Regions from separate parts of the Mus musculus genome. Here all the other regions are linked to region 2. Evidence: chromatin contacts called from public promoter capture Hi-C data. All regions are on one chromosome and are shown on one strand. The core of a region is the stretch at or near the end of the contact, and the rest is flanking DNA. Distances in the headings are between cores, read along the strand shown. Region 1 has its middle 8.0 kb from the start of Gm38528. Region 2 holds the start of Slc25a12 (solute carrier family 25 (mitochondrial carrier, Aralar), member 12). Region 3 overlaps Tlk1 (tousled-like kinase 1).

The links. Promoter capture Hi-C pulls out the DNA fragments that hold promoters and counts their contacts.
Region 1: a contact with region 2 is called in a promoter capture Hi-C map of the C10 cell line, with 4 times the contacts expected there. The contact joins the enhancer-like site here to the promoter of Slc25a12 in region 2. A contact is called at or near these places in 11 of 39 promoter capture datasets (the 3T3-L1 cell line, the C10 cell line, the HPC-7 cell line and 7 more), 1 of 15 datasets of contacts at CTCF or cohesin (large pre-B cells) and 7 of 115 datasets of contacts at active chromatin or transcription factors (T-cell acute lymphoblastic leukemia, embryonic stem cells, epiblast stem cells and 3 more).
Region 3: a contact with region 2 is called in a promoter capture Hi-C map of pre-B cells, with 2.5 times the contacts expected there. The contact joins the enhancer-like site here to the promoter of Slc25a12 in region 2. A contact is called at or near these places in 4 of 39 promoter capture datasets (the C10 cell line, liver and pre-B cells).

What each region holds. Positions count from the first base shown.
Region 1 is chr2:70,694,490-70,698,147 of GRCm38.p6, forward strand. No RefSeq gene overlaps it. Among named protein-coding and RNA genes, the nearest start is that of Gm38528, 8.0 kb to the right of the region's middle. Within about 2 kb of position 1,357, at least 8 of the 459 cell types and tissues checked have an H3K27ac peak or open chromatin away from gene starts, as enhancers often do.
Region 2 is chr2:71,365,394-71,369,322 of GRCm38.p6, forward strand. Slc25a12 (solute carrier family 25 (mitochondrial carrier, Aralar), member 12) reads right to left here and starts at 2,362. Exons shown (of 18, transcript NM_172436.4): 1 at 2,120-2,362; 2 at 1,134-1,187. The coding sequence starts at 2,131.
Region 3 is chr2:70,740,473-70,744,311 of GRCm38.p6, forward strand. Tlk1 (tousled-like kinase 1) reads right to left here. Exons shown (of 20, transcript NM_172664.3): 11 at 1,582-1,770. Among named protein-coding and RNA genes, the nearest start is that of Gm38528, 38 kb to the left of the region's middle. Within about 2 kb of position 1,694, at least 22 of the 459 cell types and tissues checked have an H3K27ac peak or open chromatin away from gene starts, as enhancers often do. A contact at or near this core is called in pre-B cells, where this site is marked.

The DNA of each region.
Region 1 (3,658 bases), core at 107-2,606, 670 kb before region 2:
GCTGTTACACCAGTAGGCACACTTGCCCTGCATGGTAGTCCAGTTCAGCATATATAGCAAAGCAGGACTCTTAGGGACAACTCTCTCCCAGCAGCCCTGCCACAGAGAGGGGGCTCCCAGCTCAGTTACAGCCTTATTTCTCTATGTCCTTCGGCAGCGTTTCCAATAAGGACTTAGCTGCCTAGTGTGGTGTGCACCAACAGTAGTGGTAACAGCCTTATGGTTTGTGGGGCTTAGGGGCCTTCCCTTGTACTGGCAATTTCCTCTAAGCACTTTATGGCTCCTGGAAGTTATTTTCACACTCATACAGAGTGCCTGCCTTTATTTAAACCCCTTCAGTCTGTCTTCACTGGATTTCCACAAGCTTTTACAACCCAGTAAGATACCCGTGGTTTGAATAGGTATGACCCCCCCCCCCCAATCATGTGTTTAAATACTTGGCCCATAGGGAGTGCCACTATTAGGAGGTATGGCCTTTTGGAGAAAGTGTGTCACTATGAGTGAGGGCTTTGAGGTCTCCTATGCTCAAGTTACTCCCAGAGTGGTACACAGTGTCCTGCTGCCTTAGATCAAGATGTAGAACTCTTGCCTCCTCTGGGTACCATGCCTGCCTGCATGCTGCCATGCTTCCTGCCATTGTTAAACCTACTAAGCCTCTGAAACTGTAAGCCAGCCCCAGTGAAGTGTCTTCCTTTATGAGAGTTGTCATGATCATGTCTCTTCTCAGCAATGAAACCCCTAAGACAGCACTAAAGGGTTATCATGATATAAAGAAGTGCTCTCCCAGTGAGCCAGTGACCTCTTTGAAGGCACAACACTGTTCTAGGTTATTCTTGGATGGCTAAGGGGATACTAGAATAGAAATGCTGGCAAGGTCAACTATTGTTTGATCAAAAGAGCAGTGCTGGGTAAGAAAGAAAGCCTGGATGCCAGGCCCCATCCCATTAGCCCCCTCCCCAGCCTCATTTTCCACAGTCATCTTCCATAAGGCGCCGATCCACCTGGCCTCCTGATCCTAGGGCGCTGCTGCCACCCTGGGATTGCTGTGCATCTCTGATGCAGGGATCACACTGTGAACCCTGAGATTGTGTTCTTTATTGGAAAAACCTGTTGCTAGTTATGGTGTGGCTTAGCTTTAGCACACACCTTTAAGCCCTCTAGCTGCAATACCCTTAGTATACACCTGTAATCCCAATGGAGATAAAAATTTGTAGAAGGAAACAGCCACGTTTGAAAGTGATGTTGTGCCCTTCTCGTGAACCTCAAAAAGATCAGAAGATCACCAAGGAGCTGACGCGGTGCTCAAGCGTGAGTGTGGGCCGTGCTGCCGTCTCTGGAGCAGCAGAATGGGAGGGTGTAGCCGAGCTTAAGTACTTATTTGTAGAGGTAAGCAAACAAGGGGGTTTCAAGCCTGGCACACATTTGATGGGGGGGGAGGGGCTGCCTTATGGAATTTTGTTGACCTTAACATAATTAATTGGCTGGTGCTGGAAGCCAAACCACAAACTTGTTCTTTCCTCCTCATTGGTGGTTGTCAGGAAGTGAAGCACCAGGGGCAGGTTTGTTAGCGAGAGTAACCTGGAAACCGGTGCTAGGTGCTAGCTTGTTAGTTAACTGGAGTTTAACCTTTAAGTCAGGTTCTCTAAGATGGAGTCTGAACCCAAGATCTGGTCTCTCAATGTCTAATCGAGAGGCAGACAAAGTGACAAGTCAGAGAAACATTTGACAGAATAGGATGTGACCAGCTCTCAGTGGAACAGAGAGCAAAGTGAGGCTACTGAAGAGAGGGCGGCAGAAGAGGCAGAGGCGGTTTTACTGGGACAGGTTGCAGAAAGAGACCAAGCTAGACACAGGTGAAGGCAGAGTGAGCCAGAGAATGAGAAGGAGCCAGAAGATTAGAACAGACTGCCAGGGTTGGAATGAGGTCAAACAGAGCAATTCAGTGAGAAGCTGAGAGAAGCCAGATGGAATTATTCATCTTGGAGAAGAGTTTTGAGCCAGAACAGTTGAGTTTATTCAGCAGTGAGTCTCAGAGGCTGAAAACATTCTAGGCCTACATAAGATTGCCCAGAGGCCTGAAGCTTCCAGGACTAGGCCTGGGTTATCAGTCAGAGGCAGTAAACCTCCAAGATGACAGTTACAACACCTAATAAAAGATACTTTTACATCTTCCAACCAACGTGGTTAGAAGGAGAACCCAACCTAACTGGAGAAGGACAAAGGCCACCAACGTTGCAGAAAGCAGTGGACATTGGACAGAAATGTCACAGAGGGCATCTGACAGAAAGTTGCAGAGGAAAAATTGGCCCAGGATAGTCTCCAGAGGAAGCATCCATTGTTTGAGTTTATCCGGATGCCCAGAGAGACCTGGAAAAGTCTGAACTGGTAGGAGCCCCAAGCCCAGAGCAAGAGAAGACACAGGACTCTCTGAGACGGAGAATAACAGTAAGCCACCCCCAAAGACAATTTTAGTTTTATAGACAGACTCTTCCTGCATTAAAAAAAAGTGGGAAACTCCATGTCAGATCCCTTGAGAGCAAGGGTAGGACTTGCAGCACTCATTGCAATTTTAACCACTGGAGTAAACCCCTCCCTACTTTCAGCTGTGGTCTTTATATTTTTTCTCTCAAAAAACATTGAAAGAAAATAGTTGTACAACAAGAAACATAGCTACAATAATACACAGGCTCGAGATACAAGAGACAGAGGAAGAAAGAGATTGTGCTTAATTGTGAATCTGTGTTATGTATTGAAATTGATGATGAGGATAGACAGCCCTTGGACAGTGAGTATGAAGCCTGGTTCCTGGGGTGGAGCTGGGTATGCAATGCCTACATGTGCAGTTTATGTGTAGATTCATAAAGATCTAATTGTACCTGGATAAACAGAGTGGGAAATAAGATCAGCTGGCAGACACTGGATTGCAGGGAAAAAAAAAAAAAAAAAAAGCCCTGCTGAATTGGGCCAACCTGTGTACTTTAAAGATTTGTTAACATCAGAATGGAGGTCAGGGAATGTGTTAAAGATTTGATCTGGGTACTCAGAAAGACAGAAACACAGAGAGAAAGCTGATCCCTCTGCTTGGGACAGCTCAGCAAACTGGCTGAAAAATGACAGATCATTCAGCAGCCCTGCAGACTGAAAACCGTGATGCATCCATGATGTTGATGTCGAGGGACACATGATGTCGAGGGACACATGATGAAGGCAGCAGTGATGAGGGATCATTCCATCAGTGGATCTTCCTGAGGACATAACGACAGTTACTGTGGGATGGATGACTGTCTCTGTTGAAATAGTTTTACTGTGGTAGAGATAAAAATCTTTCCTTTTTATTTAGAAAATGTGGAAACATTGCAGGATATTTAACCACACTGTGAACCTCAAGATTGTGTTTACTGGAAAAACCTGTTTCTAGTTGTGGGGCTGAGTACACACCCTTTAATCTCAAACAGTGAAGGTAAAGTTAGTTTGTAAAAGGAAGCACTCACATTTGAAAGTGGCGTCTAATTGAGGGGCAGACAAAGTGATGAATCAGAGAAAGATTTGACAGAATAGGCTAATGCCCAACTCTGACAAGAACAGGGAGAAATAACGAGGAGGGCAGGTTTACCAGGACAGTTGTTCAGAGACAGATTGCAGAGAGAAAGAGCAAGGT
Region 2 (3,929 bases), core at 1,112-3,611:
CATAAGTAAGGTATTTTAAGGTCAATCCTTACAAGACTTCCGGTTTTGTTTTGTTTTTGTTTGTTTGTTTTGGGTTTTTTTTTTTTTTTTGGTATTTTCGAGACAGGGTTTCTCTGTGTAGCCCTGGCTGTCCTGGAACTCACTCTGTATAGACCAGGCAGGCTTTGAACTCAGAAATCCGCCTGCCTCTGCCTCCCAAGTGCTGGGATTAAAGGCGTGTGTCACCACCGCCCGGCAAGACTTCCGTTTTTTTAACGTGTGTATGTTTATGCACCACATGCATGTGATGTGATGTCCTCAGAGGCTAGAAGTAGATGACAGATTCCCTGGAATTGGACTGCAGATGGCTGAGTGCTGCCATATGGGTGCTGGGAATCCAACCCAGGTCTTCTAGAACAGTGCTCTTAACTGCAGAGCCATCTCTCCCCACCCCTTTTTAAAAAATAATTTATTATTATAAGGAGCAGATGTGTGAGCACTGGTGCATATGCACAGATATATGAAAGTCAGAGGACAACTTTATATAGTTAGTTCTCTCCTTCGATATTTATATGGGTTCTGGGTAAAGCACCTTTATCCACTGAGTCATCTTACCAGCCTCCTTACAAAAGAATCTAAAGCAAACATGTTGTACCAACCCCTACCCCCATCCCCATCTATGGTTGCAATAAGTGGGAGGAGAAAGCGCAACTACAATAGTCATAAATTATCTGTGCAACAAATGTCATAGACATTTATGAGAAGGAAAATTTTATAAGTCATCCTAAGTCATGCAAACAAAAAGAGCAACTCCAGGAAAACCTCATATCAATCCCCAATAGAAAGAAAAATTTTCCAATCCGTTCTTACTAAGAGTACAAACGGCCGGGTATAGAGCCAATCGCAGCCCTCAGGAGGCAGAGGCAGGTAGATCCTCCGAGTTCCAGGACAGCCTGGTCTACAAAGCAAGTTCCAGGACAGCCAGAGCTACACAAGGAAAATCTGTCTCAAAAAAAAACCAAAACAAACCAAGTACAAAGGACATCCTCCACTCATGTTTGTGAGAAGAGCATTTCTCAAAGTTAGAGAGCTTAAAGAGGAATAACGATCATGTTCTTCCCATTCTTTCCCTGATGTAAAATTCTTTCACTTACCTGGAGGAATATGTTTCTCAGCTCATGAGGATCACCTCGTTTGGTTGTATGCACCTGAGGGGGGGGGGGGAATGACTGGTTAATGCTTAGCTAGAAACCACATAATCTCTTTAGATTATAGTTTACATCTGCTAACAACTCATTTATCTTTCATAAGGTCATTTAGTCTAAAAACAAACCCAAAGCTTAATTGCTGATAACACCTGTCAAACCGGAGATCTACGGCTAAGGGGTGGGAGAAAAGGGTGTGAATAGTGCAAGATAGAGCAAATTACAGACGGCACTTCCTGTGAACTGGAAAGGGAAACCAATGTAATCGTTTACTTTATTCCACAACTACTAGCAATACAGTAGCAACCACCAAGCTACAAATCCTGAGAGCCTCAAGAGAGGAGCAACAGGAGATGTAAAACAGCCAAATTAATAGCCGGGCCTAGCAGCCTTTCTTGTGGAAAGCAGAAACAGTACATCGTCATCTTGGCGACCCTTTCTCCATCTGACCTAAACCTTGAGAGCTGCCACAATACGGATACTTTCGACATCTGACAACCTGCCAGGCAAATGTCAACCAGTGCCCTGGGCTGTATTGTGGCCCCAAATGACAACACCCACCCCCTCCCCCACCGCGGATGCCCTGGGTATCCCCGGTTCTCCTGCCCGCTGACTCTCAGTCCCTCTCTGATGCTCTCCAACTCTGTGCTCGCAATCCCATGTACCTAGGACAAAACACTACTCTTTTCCTCCTCCCGACCATGGTCCTCAGGAGCCCCTCCAACTCACGATCCCTCCTCCTTCCCCTCCCCCAGCCGGGCATCCTCTTCGCTCCGGTCCAAGCCCAGCACAGCTCTCCACCCGCAATCTAGAGCCCCGGGACGCACTGGCTAAGAACCAGGCAAAGAAAGCAACGGAAAGAGGCGGGGGGCTGCACTCGGGGCCCTTGGAACGTCTCTTATGCAATAAAAGCAGCAGCAGAGAGTTGGAGTCACCTTGACCGCCATGCTGTGCTCGGAAGCCGGGAACGAGCGAGTGAGCGAGCTGGGCCGAGCTGTCAGGGCGCGCGCGCGCCACGGCCCGGGGCCGCGCCCGCGCTCCCTCCTGTCGCAGCGCCGCGCCCGTCTATATGCAAATGAGCTAGAGCGCGTCGGTGGTGCGCACCGAGTGGCCTTGGTTGATCCATCAGCGGGCCGGCGGGGCAGTCGCACCTCTTGCGGGGGACACCAGAGCTCCGGTCGCCGGATTCCAACGCGCAGTGTGAGCAGAGGCTCCTCTGGGCCAGCCCCAAGTCCCAAGGCCTGGCAGTGGGTGTGGCTTTGGGCACCGGCTTCAGCCAAAGTCGGTTCCCTCTTGGGGCTTAAAGGAACACTTGGGGCCTGTATTGAGCAAGGTTGGAAGCATATGAGAGCTTGTCCCATTAATAATGAGTTTATGACAACCAGTGACAAATATTGATAAGGAAAATGATTAGTTAGGTTTTTTAAAGGGAAAACCTAAGTAAACATAACTTCAGAAATATGCTCCTGAATTAACATTCCTTGGGATATCCCTAATGGTTTATTAATAGATTCGCTTCACTCTCTTAACCACCCAAATTCTTTGTACAATGTATATAGAAAACAACTTTATTTATCTTGGAGCTGGTACTTGCTATGCTGACTTTCTCTTCTACAGGAAACAATTCCTCTGTGAATTCCCAGCCCTGCCTTAAGCTAAATTAATGTCTCTAAAACTGAGGCTTGCCATTAAGATATGTGAGGGCCAGGCAAGTAGCTTAAGTTGCTGGAGTGCCTAACTAACATGCTGGAAGTCCCGGGTTCTATGCCCAGTAGCACATAAACTCTATCTTGGCGAAGTAGTATCCGACTGTAATCCCCAGGCTTGAGAAATGGAGGCAGGATAATCGGAATGTCATCCTCGGCTGCATAAGAGTTAGAGGCCAGCCTGGATGCATAAGACGCGTCTTCAAAGAAAAGAAAAACGAAAGGAATAGAGGAGAAGTAAGAAAGGGGAAGGGAGGGAGGCGGGGGGGGGGGGGTGTGTGGAGGGGGAAGAGGGGTGCGGATCCGAGGTGATAGCTCAGTCTGAGGCTCCTCAGAACTCATTAAAGGTAGAAAGATAATCAACACCTATTTTCCACATTTCATCTAAGCACTAAGGTGAATAAAATTAAAAATTGTTAAAAAAAAAAAAAGAAGGGGAGAAAAGATCCTATTAGTTCTCATATTGATATTCACCCAAATATTTACTAAAATCCTCCATGTGCTAGACATGGTCCTATTTGTAAAGTGTGGATATAAATACACATATATGCATATGAAGTATGTGTATAAGTAGTTATTTATTGCAAAGACCTTCTTTGCCACCATTATCATAGACCATTTTAAGTTATAAAACTAAATAGCAATCCTACATATTGTAGATATCATACCCTTGGCTCAATCATACTTAAATGTTGCAATATTTGATTATCCCTGGGTTATTACAAGAAAATTTGTAACAAGCTGATGATGTCTCCTGTAGTAGTATATTGCCTTTATTCCCACCCACCAGTTATAGGCTTCGTGTGCTCACTTTTCAATATCTTTGAGACCAGGCAAGGGGATAAGTCTTTTTAAAAGAAACATGGTTGACTTGTTTAAAACTGATCATTAGTGCACTCGACATGGGTTTTGTGAGAGGGAAGGAAGTGATGAGATTTCTTGTCATTATAGTATTAAAATTAAATCTACTTAATTCATAAAATCATATACATGCCATGAATACTTGTGTCTATCAATAAATATGTGCTATTTGAAAATA
Region 3 (3,839 bases), core at 444-2,943, 630 kb before region 2:
TACACTGAAAGTGAGAGCAGAAAAACGTATCCTAAGTGTACAGAAAGAATAAAAGTATCTTCACAGATAATACAACTCTACATGTTAAAAAAAATCCTAAAGAAAAGCACAAGGATAAAAACCTGTTAAATAAATTCTGGAATGCTCTAAGGCATGAGACAACACAAGACTACAAACAGCCACAGAGGATTAACAAACAATTCCCATTTCCACAGCATTCAACAGAAGCCAAATGAGAAAAATCAAGTAATAAATTTAAATCAAGAGGTTAAAGACTTTTATGTGAAGAACTATAAAATACTGCTAAAGAATTAAAGGTCCGGGTATCTATAGAGGTAGAGTTAAAAGACTAGGCGTCTATAGAGGCAGAGGTAAATAAAGAACTAGGTTATTTATAGAGTAGAACTAAAGGACTAGGTATCTGTACAAGCAGAGTTAAAGGACTAGGTATCAATAGGGCGGAGTTAAAGGACCAGGTATCAACAGGGGAGGAGTTAAAGGTCTAGGTGTCTACAGTGGCAGAGTTAAAGGACCAGGTATCAATAGGGGCGGGGTTAAAGGACCAGGTGTCTCAAGAGAAGAACTAAAAGACCAGGTGTTAAAGGACTAGTGTCATTAGGTATAGAGTTAAAGCCCAGCACTTTTAAGATAGCCACTGTGTTGCTGAATATAGAACCTTAGTGCTTTTTAAACCAACAGTTGGGTATTCTAATTGAATTTAGAACAAAATTAGAAATGACTTGAAGAAGTGATTCTGAGATAGAATTTGAAGAAGTGGCCATGTTGGTCTGTTCATGTAGTGTCAGATTTTTGGAAGCCTGAGACAGGAGGACTGCTTGAATCCAGAAATTAAAGATCACCCCGGCAAAAGATTTGATAAAAATGGAACCGAGGGGAGAGAAAGGAAAAAGGAAGACTAATGAATGAATAATATGCCAGAGACTGGGGTATAATAGTGCAGAAAACACAAGACCTAGGCAGTATGTGTGTAGAGGGACAAATGGAGCTGTGTTTGTAATGTATGAGAGCTCTGCTTCCTGCTCACTGCTTTAAAAGTCCCTGACATGGCAGGAATGAGGGTCAAAGAACCTTTTCTCAATAAGGAGACACAAATGTGTCTATATAGAACGTCCAAGGGTATCTACATCTTTATTCACATAAATCTTTGTACAACTTCCCAAATCTTCTATAAACATGTAACTATTATCTAAGCATCTTTGTTCTTTGAATTACAAAGAGCAATTGACATAGAAAATTTAGAAAACAAAACAGAAAAAAGAAACAACTGTCTGAAACTACCTGTGAAGTACATTTATACATTCAGAAAATAAACCGCCAACAATATTAATTTGAACACTGCAGTGGTATAGGCAACTGATTCAGATACGAAAGGGGGTAAATCCCACTCAAAATCCACTGAAAACATTCAGGCTTGGAGATTATGTCAGAGATAACTTTTCAGTTAACATATTTCCTGGCTATATGTACTTTTGTTTTTGCTATATCAATTATGAATAACATTATTATTAGCATTCTCGCTCACTGCTAACAATGTAAGTGAAAATTTTAAAAGAAGCTTACAGTTGTGGTAAATTTGGCCTAACAAAGGGATCGTTTTCCGCTCCATTGACTGCCTTGGTCTTTCTTTGCTTGGCTTCAGAATTGGTAGCAGGTGCCTGAGAATTATTAGCTGTGGGAGGTTTGCGTTTGCCTAGAAGTTTTCTTTGCCGTTCAATGTCTTCCCTTTGTTGATTCACCCATTCTTGTTGCCTGTGTAAAAAGGAACAAATGAAACCACATTAATCTTCCATTATTTTCCACAACTAAAAATATATCAAAAGGATCACATAGTATAAAACTCTATTCTGTTGGCCCCACTCTTTTAAAAAATTTTAAGCATATACTTAATTGTTTTGTGTATGAAAGTTGTTTGTTCATTCTCTTTTTAGACAGGAGCTCACTGTGTAGCCCTGACTGGCCTGGAACTCAAAGTGATCCGTCTGCTTCTGCTTCTGAATGCTGGGATTAAAGGTGTGCACCAACACAACCAACTGAGTGTGTTGCCTATGTATTCATGTGCATCACAAGTGTGTTTGGTGCCTCTAAAGGCCAGATGAGGCTATCAGTTCACCTAGAACTGGAGTTACCGAAAGCTGTGAGCCATCACCTGCATGCTGGGAACCAAACCTTGGGCTTTAGGTCCTCGGGAAGAGTAGCCAAGTGTTCTCAACAGCAGAGTCATCTCTCTAGCCCCATGGGTCCCACTCTGGTGAAACAAAACATCCTACAGGTCTCACTTCATACAGTCTTTAAAGGAAGTGTTCCCTAAACCTCCAGATAAGAGGAAGTATGTGGTTACACAGTATTTCATAGTATCTTGTCCTTACTGAAAAATACCTTTCCTATAAAACTACACCAGAATGAGTTTGGTTAGGCTAATCTTTTCATTAAAATAGACAGTATACATATTACACACACACATTCTATTTTATTCTTACTATCTAGCATGGTGATCAAAATATACTAGTATACACACTAAGATTCTTTTAAATAAATGAACTAAAAACAAAACAAAGCAAAACCCAAGCCCCATCTAATCAAAGTTTGAGATAGATTTTAAACATATGTTTTATCATCCAACAATATTTTAGATAAGCTTATAAAAGGCAAGGGAAATTTTAATATGAAGTGATACTTTCTTAAAACTGTTGGTATTTTGAAATAAAAGATGACAATGTAAAAGCAAAAAGAAACTTGAAATTTCTACCTGTTACATTAATAAATACAAATTTAATAGCACTTCCCATTGATGTATCTAAAACAATTTTCCAAAGAGTTGAGAGTCTACAAACTAGTGGATATTATGTCTATTACAGAATATAGGCTGGTTGTAGACCTGTAATCTCAGAGTATGTGTGTATGGGGGAAGGGGATTGCAAGTTCGAAAGAAACTTAGGTTACAGAGCAAGCCTTGCATTAACAGTTGGGGGCATGTGCAAAGTGCATGTGTGGGGTTGGTCAGAAGACTAGGTCCCAGGGATACAGCTCAGTCTGTCAGGCTTGCTGCAAGTGTGTTAACCTGATGAGTAACCTCCACAGCCACGAAAGGAACTTGTGATCAGCCTTTCTCAGCCTAAAATACATTAAGCTTATTCTGATTGTAATCATGTTCCTTTTAGGAGTGGAGCACTTGTATAAGACTCGTGAGCCTTTTGGTCAGATTCCCCAGAACCTCACAAAAACAAACAAACAAAAAAATGTCAATGTATTTAAAGGGGCTAGAGAGATGGTTCAATGACTAATTATTCCAGAGGTCCTGAGTTCAATCCCCACCAACCATAGGATGGCTTATAACCATCATGAGATCTGATGCCCTCTTCTGGAGTGCAGGTATACATTCGGACAGAGCACATACATACATACATACATATACACAATCTTTAAAAATGTATTTTTAAAAAGAGGCCATAAGTACAAATAAACAGTCTAGAGGTAAATAAAAAATTAATGGGAAGGAGATAGAACATATGTCCTGTTATTCAGGGATCGCAATCTGGTTCAGAGATTATTCATTAACATTACTAACTTTTCATTTATTTATTTCTCTTCTCAATTTCTAACCAATCTGGGTTATAACAATGAACATAAACATCATATGACAACACACAGTAAGTCCTCAATTAGTTCTTATCAGTGATAGGATATGAAAATAACTTTGCTCTTTTAAGAGAAATATAACTACTGACATAGCTAATAATATTTTATTTCTTAAATTATTTTTCCTTTATTTTTATTTTATGTGTTCTGCCCGCAGATGTGTCTATGTACCAAGTGCATTC